Regions from separate parts of the Callithrix jacchus genome. Here region 1 is linked to region 2. Evidence: chromatin contacts called from public Hi-C data. All regions are on one chromosome and are shown on one strand. The core of a region is the stretch at or near the end of the contact, and the rest is flanking DNA. Distances in the headings are between cores, read along the strand shown. Region 1 holds the start of KRI1 (KRI1 homolog). Region 2 holds the start of CDC37 (cell division cycle 37, HSP90 cochaperone).

Region 1 (7,378 bases), core at 1,330-3,829, 150 kb before region 2:
GTTCAGCTTCTTTGGATGCCTTTTCCCTGGGGACGGCTCACATTTTTGGGGGCTTCTATGGGAAGATCCGATCTCTGGAAGGAGAGGTCCGGTCTCCAGGGGTTCCTCATTTTGTAGGGGGCTCTCTGAGACATATTTGGTTACTTGGGGGTGGGATCTTAATTCCCAAAGTTTATGCGGATCTTTGGTATAGTGTGGGGGCCCCGGAGGAGAAACAGTGTCAGATTGTAAGAGTCCCTATATTCCCTTGGGAGACGTGTTACAGAGGAGTCTCCTTTCTCTTACTGCTTTTGGAATCCTCCTTTCCTTTCTTTTCTCTCTCTCTCTCTTTTTTTTTTTTTTTTTAATTTTTTTTTTTATGGAAGCTGGAGTGCAGTGGCACGATCTTGGCTCCCTGCAACCTCCACCTCCCTGGTTCAAGCGATTCTCCACCCTCAGGCTCCCGAGTAGCTGGGATTACAGGCCCCTGCCACCACGCCTGGCTAATTTTTGTATTTTTAGTAGAGGCGGGGTTTCGCCAAGTTGGCCAGGCTGATCTTGAACTCTTGACCTCAGCTGATCCACCCTCTTCAGCCTCCCAAAGTGCTAAGATTACAGGCGTGAGCCCTGCACTGGTCAGAATCCTGTTTTTTGAAAGGAGCTCTCAGGTACCCTGAAGTGACATCATCATTATATAGGAGGAGGCTATTTCCTGGAGAATGGCGGTGGGGTTCACTTTTCTTTGGCATCTCTTTTTCCTTTTGAGGACTGTCAAGTTCTTTGGGGTAGTTCTCAGTCTCTTGGGGCCCATTTCCTGGAGGGGATTTTATATTTCCTGGTGATTGCCCATATCTGGGGTGTCTTTGGTCCCTTGGAGGAGAGTCAGGTTCCTTGAAAATTTCCATGGGGGCTGTTCTCTGGGTTGGGGGACTGATATTATTCTTAAGGGAGTGACCAGCTTCTGGCGGGTTGGGGTGAGGACAGGCGGTGGGGGGGTGGGGGGGCGGGGAGGAAAGGGTTCTCTATTCCCAGGAGAACTTTTTCTCTGCGTTCTCAAACAGTTCCCAGGGGGCTTATGCAGCTTCCCCGTTCACTAGAGGACCCCTCCTCTGGCATATCCTGTTCCTAGGAGATGCCTCTTTCTGGATGACCCTTCTCTCTCCAGTGACCCCTTTTTTGGAACCCCTTCCCTCGAAGACCTCCTGATCCTCTGTCCCTCACACAGGTCATGATGTTTGGCAGCACCACCATCGCCCTGGAGCTGCTGAAGCAAGGTGCCAGCCCCAATGTCCAGGACACCTCTGGTACCAGTCCAATCCATGACGCAGCCCGCACTGGATTCCTGGATACCCTGAAGGTCCTAGTGGAGCATGGGGCTGATGTCAACGCGCCTGATGGCACCGGGGCACTTCCCATTCATCTGGCGGTGCAAGAAGGTCACACTGCTGTAGTCAACTTTCTGGCGGCTGAATCTGATCTCCATCGCAGGGATGCCAGGGGGCTCACACCCCTGGAGCTGGCACTGCAGAGAGGGGCTCAGGACCTCGTGGACATCCTGCAGGGGCACATGGTGGCCCCGCTGTGATCTGGGGTCACTCTCTCTAGCAAGAGGACCCCATGGGGTTATATATCAGGAGAGAGGGGAAGAAACACTTTCTCTTCTTGTTTCTCCTGCCCACTGCCGCAGCAGGGGAGGAGCACCAGTTTGTGGCTTATAGGTGTTGGTTTTGGGGGTGTGTGTGTGTGTGTTTGGGGGACGTTTCTCATTTGTTTTTCTCACCCCTTTTGGTGTGTTGGACAGAGAAGGGCTCCGCAGTCCACAGCCACCTAAACGGTTCAGTTTCTTCTGTGCCTCAGACAAGGCAAGGGCCGAGCATTTAAGAGTGAGGTCGTCATTTCCAGAGCTCCTGGAACCTGGTGACCTTGGCCAGCTGTGCTCAGAGACCTGAAGTGACGTTGCTTCAGGCATGGGGGTGGGAGAGCGTCCTAAATCAATAAGAAGGTAGCATGAGTTTATATTCTGTTGGAAGCTTGTTTTCCAGTCTCTTGTACAGCGTTTTAAAAGAAATGGATTCTATTTATTATGCTTTATTGGAAAAAATGTTGTGTGTAATAATTTAATGTTTTTACCCATTAAATTAAGATTTGTGCATGATCACAGCGCGGGTGGCTTCTGATTTTTGAGTCTGGGAAGGGGGGTCACACATCTTGGATGTTGATGGGGATGAGGACGGAGGTCGAGGATCGTGGATGCCGTGGGTGAGGGGAGAGAATAGTAATTCCCAGGGCGCCTGGGGTGAGTGAGCTGGGTGGGGCAGCGGTTTTCTCTGTCGGAACGGAAGGGAAGCAGGAAACCGCGAGTGGAGAAAGGGCCCCCAGATGTCAGCTGGGTGCCCCGAGCTCCGGGGGTGGGGCGGGTGGGCGGTGGCCGCGGTCCTTTCCCTCAGGGGCGTAGCCGTGGGTGGTGACTGCGGTCCAGAGGCGAAAGAGGTCCCAGAGAAGCCAGGGGCGGGGTTAGGCGCGGTCCGCCTTCTTTAAAGGTGGATGTGGGCGGGGCCGCCCTCGCTCCCGCCCTCATGGACTTCCTCAATGCGCATGCGCAGTGGGCCACAGAGCCGCCATGCCGGAACCGCGGGGATCGTCGCAGTTGCGGGTGAACGCGGCGTTTGCCGCGCGGTACAACCGCTACCGGGAGCGCGAAGAACTGCAGCGGCGTGAGTGTGGAGCGCATGCGCGCGGGAACCTACGCGCGCTGGACGGTTGGGAAGTGGGGAGTCGATCTGGCCCGCCGGCTGACCCGGGGGGCATTCCGTTTGTGCCCCGCAGTGAAGGATCGCTACGGGGACCGGGACAGCGGCGGCGACTCTAGCTCCGAGTCGGACTCCAGTGACGAGCGCGTGGTGCGTGTCCCCTTCCCGTCCTGGGCATGCAGAGGAGTCCAAGCCACCTACCGACCCCAACGTAGATGCGGGGGTTAACCCTCAACCCCAGGGCGCTCTGCCGGAGCGTCCAGCCGCGGCCCCCCATCCCATGAGGGACGGAAAGCTCCCTTCCTCTGCCCATGGGAGCCAAATCCCCCCCTATTTTCCCTCCCCTGCCACGATCCACCTGCCGACTTTGATTTTGGGGCGACTCCTCGGTCCCTCAAGAACCCCCTTCCCCTTTCATCCTCAAGAGTCTAGCCATTTTTCAGTGTACGCCTTGTGCCACGTGGGGCGCCCAACTTCTGCCCACATCAACCCTGATTTTGGCCCCACTGTGCGGCCTGGCCCAGCCACTGCCCGCTGTCTCCCTTGCGCCCTCAGCCCACCTGCTCCTTGTCAAGTCCTTGTCTTCCCCAGGAATTACCTTCTTGCCCCTCGCCTTCCTTTATCCATATCCTGTACACCTGTGGCCTGCCCTTGCCCACCCCAAGAGGGCCCCTCCCTCCTGCTGTTTGACACCTGCCTCTCTCCCCAGCCAGATCCTCCCTCCCTCCATCCTAATCCCTACGCTGAGCTCACCTGCTGGTGCCAGAGCTCTTACTACTGCCTTCTAAAGTCTGTCCCCAACCCTTTTCCTGCCCTAGGAATTTGACCCCCAGCAGGAGCGGGACTTTTACAGAACGCTCTCCTTGTTGAAGAAGAAGGACCCCCGCATTTATCAGAAAGATGCCACCTTCTATCAGAGAACAGGTCTGGGGGCATGCCTGTCAGCCTCTCCTTCATTTCGCGGGAATGGAATCCTGGGTCCTTTCCTGTGTGGATTCAGAGAAGTGTCTTGAATTCTCTCAGCATCTTTTCCTGTCTGTAAAGTATATCTAATTGTACCAACAGCCCTGAGGGTAGATTTAAGGATAGATTGGGATTTACCCAGTTTACACAATTCATCTGTTGTGATTATTGAATGAATTGCTTCACAAGTCCTTAGCAAGAGCCTAGGTTATTACCTGGTGGTGGGATAATGACTGTGTGCTTGGCACTGTTCATGGTGGGAGTTGCTGACTGAGTGATTCCAACTCCACTAGGCTGGGCAGATTGTTCACACCTCTGATCCCAGCACTTTGGGAGGCTGAGGTAGGAGGGTCACTTGAGGCCAGGAGTTTGAGACAAGTGTGGGCAACATAGCAAGACCCCATTTTTTTTCTCTTGGAGACAGAGTCTTGCTCTGTCACCCAGGCTGGAGTGCAGTGGTGCAGTCTCGGCTCACTGCAGCGTACACCTCCCAGGTTCACACAATTCTCCTGCCTCAGCCTCCCGAGTAGCTGGGATTACAGGCGCCCCCACCAAACCTGGCCAATTTTTCAATTTTTAGTAGAGATGGGGTTTTACAATGTTGACCAGGCTGGTCTTGATCTGGCTGGTCTCAAACTCCTGACCTTGTGATCTGCCCACCTCAGCCTCCCAAAGTGCTGGGATTACAGGCGTGAGCCACTGCATCTGGCTACAAGACCCCATTTTTACAAAAGATACAGAACTTAGCTGGACATGCTGGCATGTGCCTAGTGTCCCAGGTATTTGGGAGGCTGAGGTGGGAGGATTGCTTGAGACCATGAGTTTGAGCTGCAGTGAGCTGTGAGTTAGGATCTTGACACTGCACTCCAGCCTGAGCAACAGACTGAGACCCCAACTCTCAAAAAACTAATTACAATAATTAATCAAGCTGAGCATGGTTGTTCATGCCTGTAATCCTAGCACTTTGGGAGGCTGAGGTAGGAGGATCACTTGAAGTTAGGAGTTGGAGATCAGCCTGGCCAACATGGTGAAACCCTGTCTCTACTAAAAATACAAAAATTAGCTGGGTGTGGTTTTGCACACCTGTAATCCCAGCTACTCGGGAGGCTGAGGCAGGATAATTGCTTGAACCTGGGATTCAGAGGATGCAGTGAGCCGAGATTACGCCATGCACTCCAGCTCGGGCAACATAGTGAGACTGTCTCAGAAAAATAATAATAGTCAAAGCAGGAATTGCTGACAGAATGGCCCCAACCCCACCAGACAAGCACAGTACTCTTAGACAGCTGGGAATTGGTGGATTGGGGATTTGAATCTTCTGTCTAACCTTGGACCTGCCTTTTGGGATTCGCTGCCAGAGGAAAGAAGGGGGTTGTGGGTGATGGCAGGTGTCTTGGTGGGTTAACAGCATCGTCATCAGACAGCGAGGAGGAGCCAGCAGCTTCGGAGAAGCAGAAAAAAGTACGGCCCATGTACCTGAAGGACTACGAGAGGAAGGTCATCCTGGAAAAGGAAGGGTATGGAGAAGGCCCACATCTCCACCCCCTTGTCCCCAGCCCTCTCAGGTTTATGGGGGTCTTGGGGCAGGAGAGGAAAAAAGCTGGCAACCTGGGCCAGGCTTGGTGCCTCGTGCCTGTAATCCTAGCACTTTGGTAGGCCAAGACGATAGGATGGACAGGAGTTCGGGACTAGCTTGGGCAACATACTTGTCTCTACAACATTAAAAATTAGCTGGGCATGATGATGGGTCTCTGTACAGGCCCAGCTCCTCAGGAGGCTGAGGCGGGAGGATGGCTTGAGCCCAGGAGATGGAGGCTGCTGCACTCCAGCCTAAGCAACAAAGCAAGACCTTGTTTCCAAAAAAAAAAGGCAGCACTTTGGGAGGCCGAGACGGGTGGATCACCTGAGGTCAGGAGACCAGCCTGGCCAACATGGCAAAACCCCATCTCTACTAAAAATACAAAAAGGTGGAAACTCAGCAGAATTGCAGATACCCCTGAGCACAGGAGCCTCAGTGACTCCATAAGCCTTCCAGGACCCCCACCAGCTGTTGCTTGGAACAGCTGCCTTGCATGGGGCATGGGGACAGGCGGGCCCTGGAAGATACTTTCTGAAGACCTCACTTTTCCTGTACAGCAAATATGTTGACGAGGAGAACTCAGATGGGGAGACTTCCAATCACAGACTCCAGGTGTGTGGGATGGAGACTGGGTCTGGGGGTGCCGGGCCTGGGGCTGGCCTGAGACCCACAGCCCTCTCTCCTCCACAGCGGACCTTGTCACAAAGTTATGTGGAGGAACAGAAACAGCTCAAGGAAAGGTGAGGCTGGGCCGTCCGGAGTGGCCAGTGGAGGAAAGTTGAGGCTCAGGGATTAGACAGGCAGGTGTTCAAATTGAGCTCTGTCACTTTCTGTCTACCTACTTCTGTTTTCTCACCAGTTAAATGAGGTTAATGACATCACAGCACGACTCTGAGCTTGTTGAGAGGAGAGGTCAGGGCTTAGTAAATGGGGTTCATCTTGGGGCGGCCAGTCGGGTGACGTGGCTCATGCCTGTAATCCCAGGGCTTTGGGAGGCAGAAGAGGGAGGATCACTTGAGCCCAGAAGTTCAAGACCGGCCTGGGCAACATAGGAAGACCCCATCTATACAAAATAAAATGAATGTTGGGGCAGCAGACAGGGGCCAGCCTACCTGTCCTGAGGCTTTTCTCTCATGGGCAGCTTCCGGGCATTTGTGGAGGACAGTGAGGACGACGACAGCGCTGGGGAGGGCGGCTCTGGTTTGCTGCAGAAACGTGCCAAAACCAGGCAGGAGACGGTGGGTGCTGGGGCCTGACTGCACCATGGGGGGCATGGTGGCGGGTGGCTGAGTGTCTGCAGATGCTCAGTGCTGGCCTTCCCCCAGGCCCAGGAGGAGGCCGACTACATTGAGTGGCTGAAGGGGCAGAAAGAGATTCGGAACCCAGAGTCCCTGAAGGAACTGGTGAGTTCTCGCATGTGGTCACCAATGGCGTAGACTGCATGTGCCGCCTCCATCCAACTATTGACAGAAAGTAACCCACTGAAAATGAGATGTGTGCATCTCTGGGCCTCAGTTCCCACATCTTATAATACGGGGATAGGCTGGGCGCCATGGCTCACACCTATAATCCCAGTGCTTTGGGAGGTCAAGGCAGGAGGATTGCTTGAGGCCGGGAGTTTGAGACCAGCTTGGGCAACACAGCAAAACCCCTCTACAAAAAAATTAGCCAGGCGTGGTGGCATGTGCCTGTAGTCTCAGGTACTTGGAAGGCTAATGTGGGAGGATCGTGTGAGCCTGGAAGGTGAATCTGCAGTGAGCTATGATCGTACTACTGTACTCTGACCTGGATGGTAGGGCAAGACCCTGTCTCGAAATTAAAAAAAAAAAGGGGGGGGCTAATGTCACCTACTCCAGAGGCTGGCTATGAGGTCCACGTGGTGACCATGCCTGTCCTCCTTCCCTGTCCTCCATTGACTGAGGTCCTGTCTCCTGTCACCCCCAGACCCATCTCAAGGAATACTGGAACGACCCTGAGTTGGATGAAGGGGAGCAGTTCCTTCGGGATTACATCCTCAACAAACGCTACGAGGAGGAGGAAGATGAGGAAGAGGAGGGGTGAGCCGCTGTGCCTCCCCAGGGCCTAGATTTAGGGTGTTCTTCCTGAA
Region 2 (7,231 bases), core at 2,823-5,322:
CGACCAGCCTGGCCAATGTGGTGAAACCCTGCCTCTACTGAAAAATCAGCTGGGCGTGGTATTGCATGCCTGTAATCCCAGCTATTCAGGAGACTGAGTCCGGAGAATCACTTGAACCCAGGAGGCGGAGGTTGCAGTGAGTCGAGATAGAGCCACCCTACTCCAGCGAGAGCATGACAGAGTGAGGCTCTGTCTCAAAAAAAAAAAAAAAAACAAAAAAGAAAAATGCAGGTTCCAAGTTTAAATCTCTGCTCAGTCACTCAGTACCCATGGAGCCTCGGGGCATTGTTCAGACTCTCGGACGGCTGCTCTGCCGTGATGAGTGTTAGTGGGATTACGTTTGGGTTTGAGTGTGTGTGCGCTGAATTCAGCTCCTCCAGGCCGTCTTTCTAAATACCAGCCACGTCCTCTATTTCCATCAGTATCCTAGTCACAGTGTGTCCCTCTATCTTTTTGATCATGGTATTTCGTTTCAGTTTCCTCCACTAAAGGTCAGCTCCACTGGGGCAAGGGGTTTTGTTCTGTTTGTTGCTGTGTCCCTGGCACCTGGTACATAGTAGGTGGTGAATAAATATTGAATAGATGAATGCAGTGCTGTGTCTATATGCTATGTGGGGAAAGGTGGGCACTGGCAGAACACCAGGAGTTCCTAGAGGGCTGAGCTCTCAGTTCTGGTCTCTGTCCCCAGCTGTACACAACGCTTGCTTTCACCATCTTCTTCTTTTTTTTTTTTTGGTGAGAGTCTCACTCTGTCTCCCAGGCTGAAGTGCAGTGACGTGATCATGGGTCCCTGCAGCCCCGATTTCCTGGGCTCAAGCGATGCTCCCACCTCAGCCTCCCAAACATCTGGGATTACAGATGTGAGCCACTGTGCAGGGCCTTGATTTTGTAGAAATGTTGACATTCTGAGACTCACTGTCTCTTGTATCAAATTCAAGGGGGAGGTGGACTGGTTTATACTAAGCCTTCTTCCTAATCTACAGTTCTAGAATCTAGTCTTACATCTAATCCCCTCTTTAATACATTTAAGATTTTTTTTTTTTTTTTTGAGATGGAGTTTCGCTCTTGTCATCCAGACTGGAGTGCAATTGGCACTATCTCGGCTCACTGCAACCTCTGACTCCCAGGTTCAAGCAATTCTGAGGAGCTGGGACTACAGGTGTGTGCCACCATGCCCAGCTAAGGATTTATTTTTGTTTTTATTTCTTTTTTTAGAGACGGGTGTTGCTGGGATCCTCCAGCCAGTCTCCTAAGTAGCTGGGACTACAGGCTCACACTACAGTGCTAGGCTCATTCAACTTTTACTGAGCACCTACTGTGTGCCAGCCACTATTCTAGACCTGACCCTGCCCTCATGGAGCTCAGACCCAAGAAGGAAGGCAGGCAGAATCCAGAAAGCTCATTTAATGCTTTCTTTCTTTCCTTCTCTCTCTCTCTCTTTCTTTCTTTTTGAGACAGAGTCTTGCTCTGTTGCCCAAGCTGGAGTGCAGTGGCATGATTTTGGCTCACTGCAACCTCCTCCTGGGATTACAGGGGCGCACGACCACGCCCACCTAATTTTTGTATTTTTGGTAGAAATGGGATTTCACCATGTTGGCCTGGCTGGTCTCCAACTCCTGACCTCAAAGTGATCCGCCCACCTCAGCCTCCCAAAGTGCTGGGATAATAGGTGTGAGCCACCATGGCCTGCCCTCCTTTAATCTTGACTGCCTTTCTCCCTAGTCTCTCTGAGTCCGAGGATAGAATTTTAGTCTTCACAGTCTGAAATCACCCTCGGGGATCTGTCTGTTTATACGGGGATCCTGCTCCCTCACCAGCCCCCGCTGGGTTTGTAGGTTGCTGCTGCCCCAAAGCCTGGCCACAGTGCCCAGCACATAGTAGGCACTTGGGAAGCATATGTAAAATGAGCTAATAAATACAATGATGGCGCAAAAGCAGGCTCTTCGCGAACGAGATCTCGGAATCCTGGGTGTGTGTCATTACCCATTTTGCAGATGAGGACATTGACTCAGGAAGGCAAAGCTGCCTGCCGGCCCCGCAGCTCAGTGATAGGTGGCTATGGGATGTAGCAGAAGCAGCAAGGGTGGACCCCAAAAGCGTTCCCAATTCCCCCTACCCCCACCCCACAGGCAGGAGAGACACAGCAGCGTTTGCACAGATGGGGGTGGGTGGGCACCGGGGACAGAGGGACAGTGCAAAGCGACTTAGGGGTGTCTCCTTCTCAGTCCCCAGGGCTGGAAGTGCTGTGCTGGTGAATTAGGAAATGCTTGGCGTTGATGGGGACGCTTCCGGCGCCCTGTCCCCAGTTCTGGAAGCTGAGGCTCCGGGGACCCTGTTTTGCTGAAGCTGGGCAGCTCCAGGCTCCAAAGCCGGGAAGAGAGACCCCACGCATAACCGGGAATCCCCGACATCTGGGATTCTCTCCAAACACCCACAGCCTGATGACCGGGCCGAAGCCCTACAGGGCGTACGGTGGGGGTGGGGGTACGGCTTTCCTGGGGAGCCAGGGAACCCCGTACCGTCCTGGCCCCCTCCCTCCACGGCACTGGGTCCCCCTCCCCACCGCAGCTCGCAGCCCCAAGCTTACCTTGCGGGGGGGGGCTGGGGAGGGGATGCCCTGCCCTCTCCGGCCTGGGGGGCGGGAGGGGACGGGGGTGTCCAGACCCTTTGTTTGCTGGTGTGAGTGTGTATGTGTGTGTGCGATTGTGAGAGCCGCCGGGGTGTGGGTCCGTGCGCGCGCGTGCTCGGGCTGTGACGGCCTCTGATGTGCTGGACTGCCAGGGTGGAGAGTAAGAGGGAGGGGGAGGAGGGGGGACTCCCCCGCCGCTGCCCGCCCACTCGCGGGTTTGAATGAAGCGCGAGGAGGAGGGGCTGCGGCGGGAGGGCGTTTTTGTCCGATGGCCCCTCCCACTCAATGCACCGGGAAATCCCCCCACAACTGGAGACCTTCGCTCGCTCTCTCCAGGCCGCGCCTCCAACGTCTGCTCCAGGGGAGACTAGGAAGAGGCGCCCCTCACCCGGGTGGCTGGAGCTCCTCCTATCCAGCCTGCCCCACGACGGAGCACCCGTTAATCTGAGATAATCCTAGCCCGAGGCTGCAACACGGCCTGTTATCCCGGTATCAAAGCGTGGATTGGGTTGCATGAAAGTGTGAGGCTGGGGCCCGGCATGCTTAAAGTAATGGAGTCCTTAGAGCTCTGGCGGAGGAAGGGGACCCCCAGACGAACGGGGAGGGGCTACGCGTGGCCCTAGACTGTGACGACAAGGAAAGCCCCCTTCCACCCCTCCACGATCCCCCACCACCGAGCGCGGGGCCAGGAGTACGCGCTGCGGCCTAGACTCTAGCGACACCCAGCGGCCACGAGGGGAGGGGCGCCGAGATCCGCTGGGGGGGGTCTCCCGGAGATTTTGTGTGTGTGTGTGTGTGTGTGTGCGTGCGCGCGCGCGCGCGCGCGAGTCCTCGCTGCGAATGGCAGGAGCTGGAGGACGAGGAGAAGGCTGTTGTCCGAGGGGGGGAAACCCCAGCTTCCCAGGCGGGGCCACAATCTCCACTCCAGGTTTAACCCCGCAAGGGGAGGGCCATACTGCCCTCGATTTAGACACCCCCAGGGCAGGTCAGTCCTCCTCGAACTGAGACAGTCAGAGTCATCAAGCGCCCCTCTCAAGCGCAGGCTTAGGTCCCCGTTTACGAGGGGCGGGGGAGAGCCTTCCCCCTTGTCCCTACCCCTTGCAGACGTCACTGCGGCGTGGCTGAGGGGACAGTCCTCTCTGCCTCATCAACCGTCCTCTCGCTGCCGCCCCAAACGCCCACCGCGGGGCGTTGGGAGATGAGGAGGGCTTGGAGTTGTAGCGCCCACACGTATGCCCCCGCCCCGAGGAGGCCTAGCTGAGACCCAGCGCCCAAAGAGGTAGTCTCTGCGAGAACTCCTGGGGTCCGGAACACTTGCGCAGGGCCCTTTAAGGCAGGCTCGGTAGCCAGTGCCGCTGCCGCGGTTACTAAGGATGTGACGTCACGGGAGGGCGGGGTTGCCCGCAGTCGGGCGGAAGCGGAAGGGGCGGGGCTCGCTCGCCGAGTCTCCAGCTCTGCCGCCACCGCCACCACCCGAGCCGGAGCGGGGCTGGGCTGCCGAGGCAAGATGGTGGACTACAGCGTGTGGGACCACATTGAGGTGTCTGATGATGAAGACGAGACGCACCCCAACATCGACACGGCCAGCCTCTTCCGTTGGCGGCACCAGGTAAGGCGCGCTCGCCCATCCTTTTCCCCACTCCGGGGGAAGTTGTGATCCCCGATACTGCCCAGGGACCCCGCTGTTCACACCTAGGATTCTCACTCCCATAGTCTGGACTTTCAGAAGCCACGATTAAACTCCGGGACCCCAGTACCGCGGGGACTCTGAGTCCCTGCCCGGGATCTCCACCACCCCTCACCCCCACGCTCCAATTTTTTCGTGGGATTCCCTATTCACCCCGTAGAAGTTCTTCATAGTTTAGACTCCCCTAGAGCAGTCTTGGGGGGAATCTCCCTAATTCTGTCTGGGACCTAACGTTTACACCGAGAACTCTGCCTCGAGGTTTGGACCCCAAATTCTTCTGGATGATCCTGATCCTATTCGGGTATCCACTTACTATCTGGAATCTCCGATCGCCCCCTCCCCCACCTCTATAGTTTGGAACCCCAGTACTTTGGTCTGTCCTGGAATCTACTTTCTGGGATCTTGATCCCAGGTTCCCATTCAGATCCGGAGTCATCGCTCCTTTTCTAAACAGAACAAGGAACTCTGTGCTACCCTGATATTCTTGTTTCTGGCCTGGGACTCCTGCCCACACTCAGAACCCCCTTCCTAGAGTGTAGACCCTTGCCCCCTTAGGGTCTTTAGTCTCACCAAGGACTTGGGTTTTGGAACCTGGTTCCCGTCTGGATCTAACTACCAGCTCCACCCCGATGGAGCCTCACATTCCAGCCTCTCCTTTGGCCTCTGGTAGAGGCATTTCCCATTATACCAGGAAATCCTGCCCTCGTGGCTTCCGGTCCAGCCAGAGCCCCTGCCCCTACTTGGTATTGCCGACTCTGTCACCACCCACCTCCCAGACTGGCTTCCTGCATGAGCTTCAGCCAGTATTGGAAACTTTCCCCTAACTCAAGCCCAGGATCCCAAACCCACCCCACCTTATGTCCCCAGCCTGATGAGCTACTCTCTGATATCTAAATTGTCCCTGCTCTTATCCAGGGAGTCTCCTGGTCTGATTCTAAATTCACTAACCCTTCTTCTGTCTGTCTGCCCACAACAGAACCCCCAAATCCAGACTCCAGAATACCTGGGTGATCCATATTCTACCACCCCCTCAGTGCTCACAAGCCAATGAGGTGACTAAGACTTAAAGGTTTAACCTCTTGCTCCTCCAAATCAGAGCGCCTGCATCCACTTACCAGTGTCTGTTGTACTCTTTTTTTTTTTTTTTTGAGATGGTGTTTCTTGTCACCCAGGCCGGAGTGCAATGGCGCTGTCTTGGCTCACTGCATCCTCTGCCTCCCAGGTTCAAGTGATTCTCCTGCCTCGAGTCTCTTGAGTAGCTGGGATTACAGGCACGCGCCACCATGAGAGGCTTATTTTGTATTTTTAGTAGAGACGGGGTTTCTCTATGTTGATCAGGCGGATCTTGAACTCCCTACCTTAGGTGATCCACCCTCCCAAAGTACTGGGATTACAGGCATAAGCCACTGTGCCCAGCCATGTTGTACTCTTAAACTAGAGGCATATACCTCTCAGAACCTTCTAGTGAGGCTCTCTTACCCCGTCCTCCCATAGGCCAACTCCCCATCATTTATCCAGAAACAACCAGAAGGTCCCTTCTCCATCCTTCCAGAATACACCAGAATATGACATTAGTTTCTTCATCTGGCTCCCAGTCCCACCTCCAGACCTATTCCTTAAATCCTGAGTCTCCTGGGTAGTGTACCTGCCAAGCAAGCCACTGGAGTGTGGGAAGAAAGTTCTAGCGCTTCTATTTCTTGCTGTGTGTAACATTTTATTATGAAATATTTAAAACTTCTGCAAAGCTCCAAAGACTATTCTTGGGAAGACCTATTTCTGTCACATAAAGAGGTTAATCTTTACTACTGTGGAGAATGGTTTGGTCCTGCCGGGTGGGAGGGCCCCCTCCTGCAGCGTAGTATACCTGCCACACCCTCCTCCGTCTGGCACGGAGCTTTCCCTGTCCTGCCACTGAGAACCCAGTGGCCGTAGTGGTGCTTAAGGGAGGCAGGGGGCTTCAGTGTCTCCAGCATAGGTTCAAGGGCAGGCAAGCTTGGGTTCCAATCCCAGCCCTGCCCCTTGCTGCTTATTTCTTTGATGCGGCAAGACTCAAAAGAAACCCCTTTGAGGCCGTGTGAAACCTGGGATAATATGGCCCCACCTCTTGTGAGATCTTTCTTAAGAATGAATTAAGACTGGGTCAGGAAAACCTGGGGCAAGTCTGGAAGGAAGCATTGTGGAGGGGAAGGAGAGATTGTTGTGGTTCTGAGCACAGGCCTGACTAGGTTCAAATTTTGGCTCTGTCTGTATCACTCACGTGCTGATGACTGCCAGGGAATTGTTTGATCACTGTGCCTCAGTTTCCCCACCTGAGAATCTGAATGATGTCCACCTCCTCACAGGGTTGTTGTAAGGGTTCCCTTATTCATTTAATATCTGTAATACTTTTGCAGCAGTAGTTTCAATAATTATTGCTTATCATTAAAAAAAAATTCTGTAGTCCAATGTGGTGTTGCATGCCTATAGTCCCAGCTACTCAGGACGCTGAGGCAGAAGGATCACTGGAACCCAGAAGTTCAAGATCATCCTGAGCAACACAGCAAGGCCTTGTCTTTTCTTTTCAAAAAAAAATTTTTTTCCCCGAGACAGGGTCTTGCTGTGTCACCCAGGCTGGAGTGGAGTGGTGCCATCTTGGCTCACTGCAACTTCCACCTCCCAGGCTCAAATGATCCTCCTACCTCTGCCTCCTGAGTAGCTGGGACCACAGATGCACACCACCATGCCTGGCCAATTTTTGTATGTTTTGGTAGAGACAGGGTTTCATCATGTTGCCTAGGCTGGTTTCAAATTCCTGGGCTCAGGCAGCCCACCCACCTCAGCCTCACAAAGTGCTGGGAATATAGGTGTGAGCCACCGCACCCAGCCTAAGACCTTGTCTCTTAAAAAAAAAAATTCCAAAGGTTCCAGAAGGGGAC

Evidence for each region. Hi-C and Micro-C count contacts between places; a contact is called where the count stands out from the background.
Region 1: a Hi-C map of skeletal muscle shows a contact between it and region 2, with 5 times the contacts expected there. The contact joins the promoter of KRI1 here to the promoter of CDC37 in region 2. A contact is called at or near these places in 2 of 3 Hi-C or Micro-C datasets (both in skeletal muscle).

What each region holds. Positions count from the first base shown.
Region 1 is chr22:9,739,001-9,746,378 of calJac240_pri, reverse strand. KRI1 (KRI1 homolog) reads left to right here and starts at 2,579. Exons shown (of 20, transcript XR_013531050.1): 1 at 2,579-2,693; 2 at 2,806-2,879; 3 at 3,548-3,653; 4 at 5,101-5,209; 5 at 5,829-5,883; 6 at 5,962-6,011; 7 at 6,413-6,509; 8 at 6,597-6,674; 9 at 7,216-7,328. CDKN2D (cyclin dependent kinase inhibitor 2D) reads left to right here. Exons shown (of 3, transcript XM_002761733.6): 3 at 1,205-2,139. The coding sequence ends at 1,564.
Region 2 is chr22:9,592,196-9,599,426 of calJac240_pri, reverse strand. It overlaps CDC37 (cell division cycle 37, HSP90 cochaperone), which reads left to right and starts at 4,072. Exons shown (of 8, transcript XM_002761731.7): 1 at 4,072-4,238. The coding sequence starts at 4,137. All of the region lies in intron 1 of PDE4A (phosphodiesterase 4A), which reads right to left.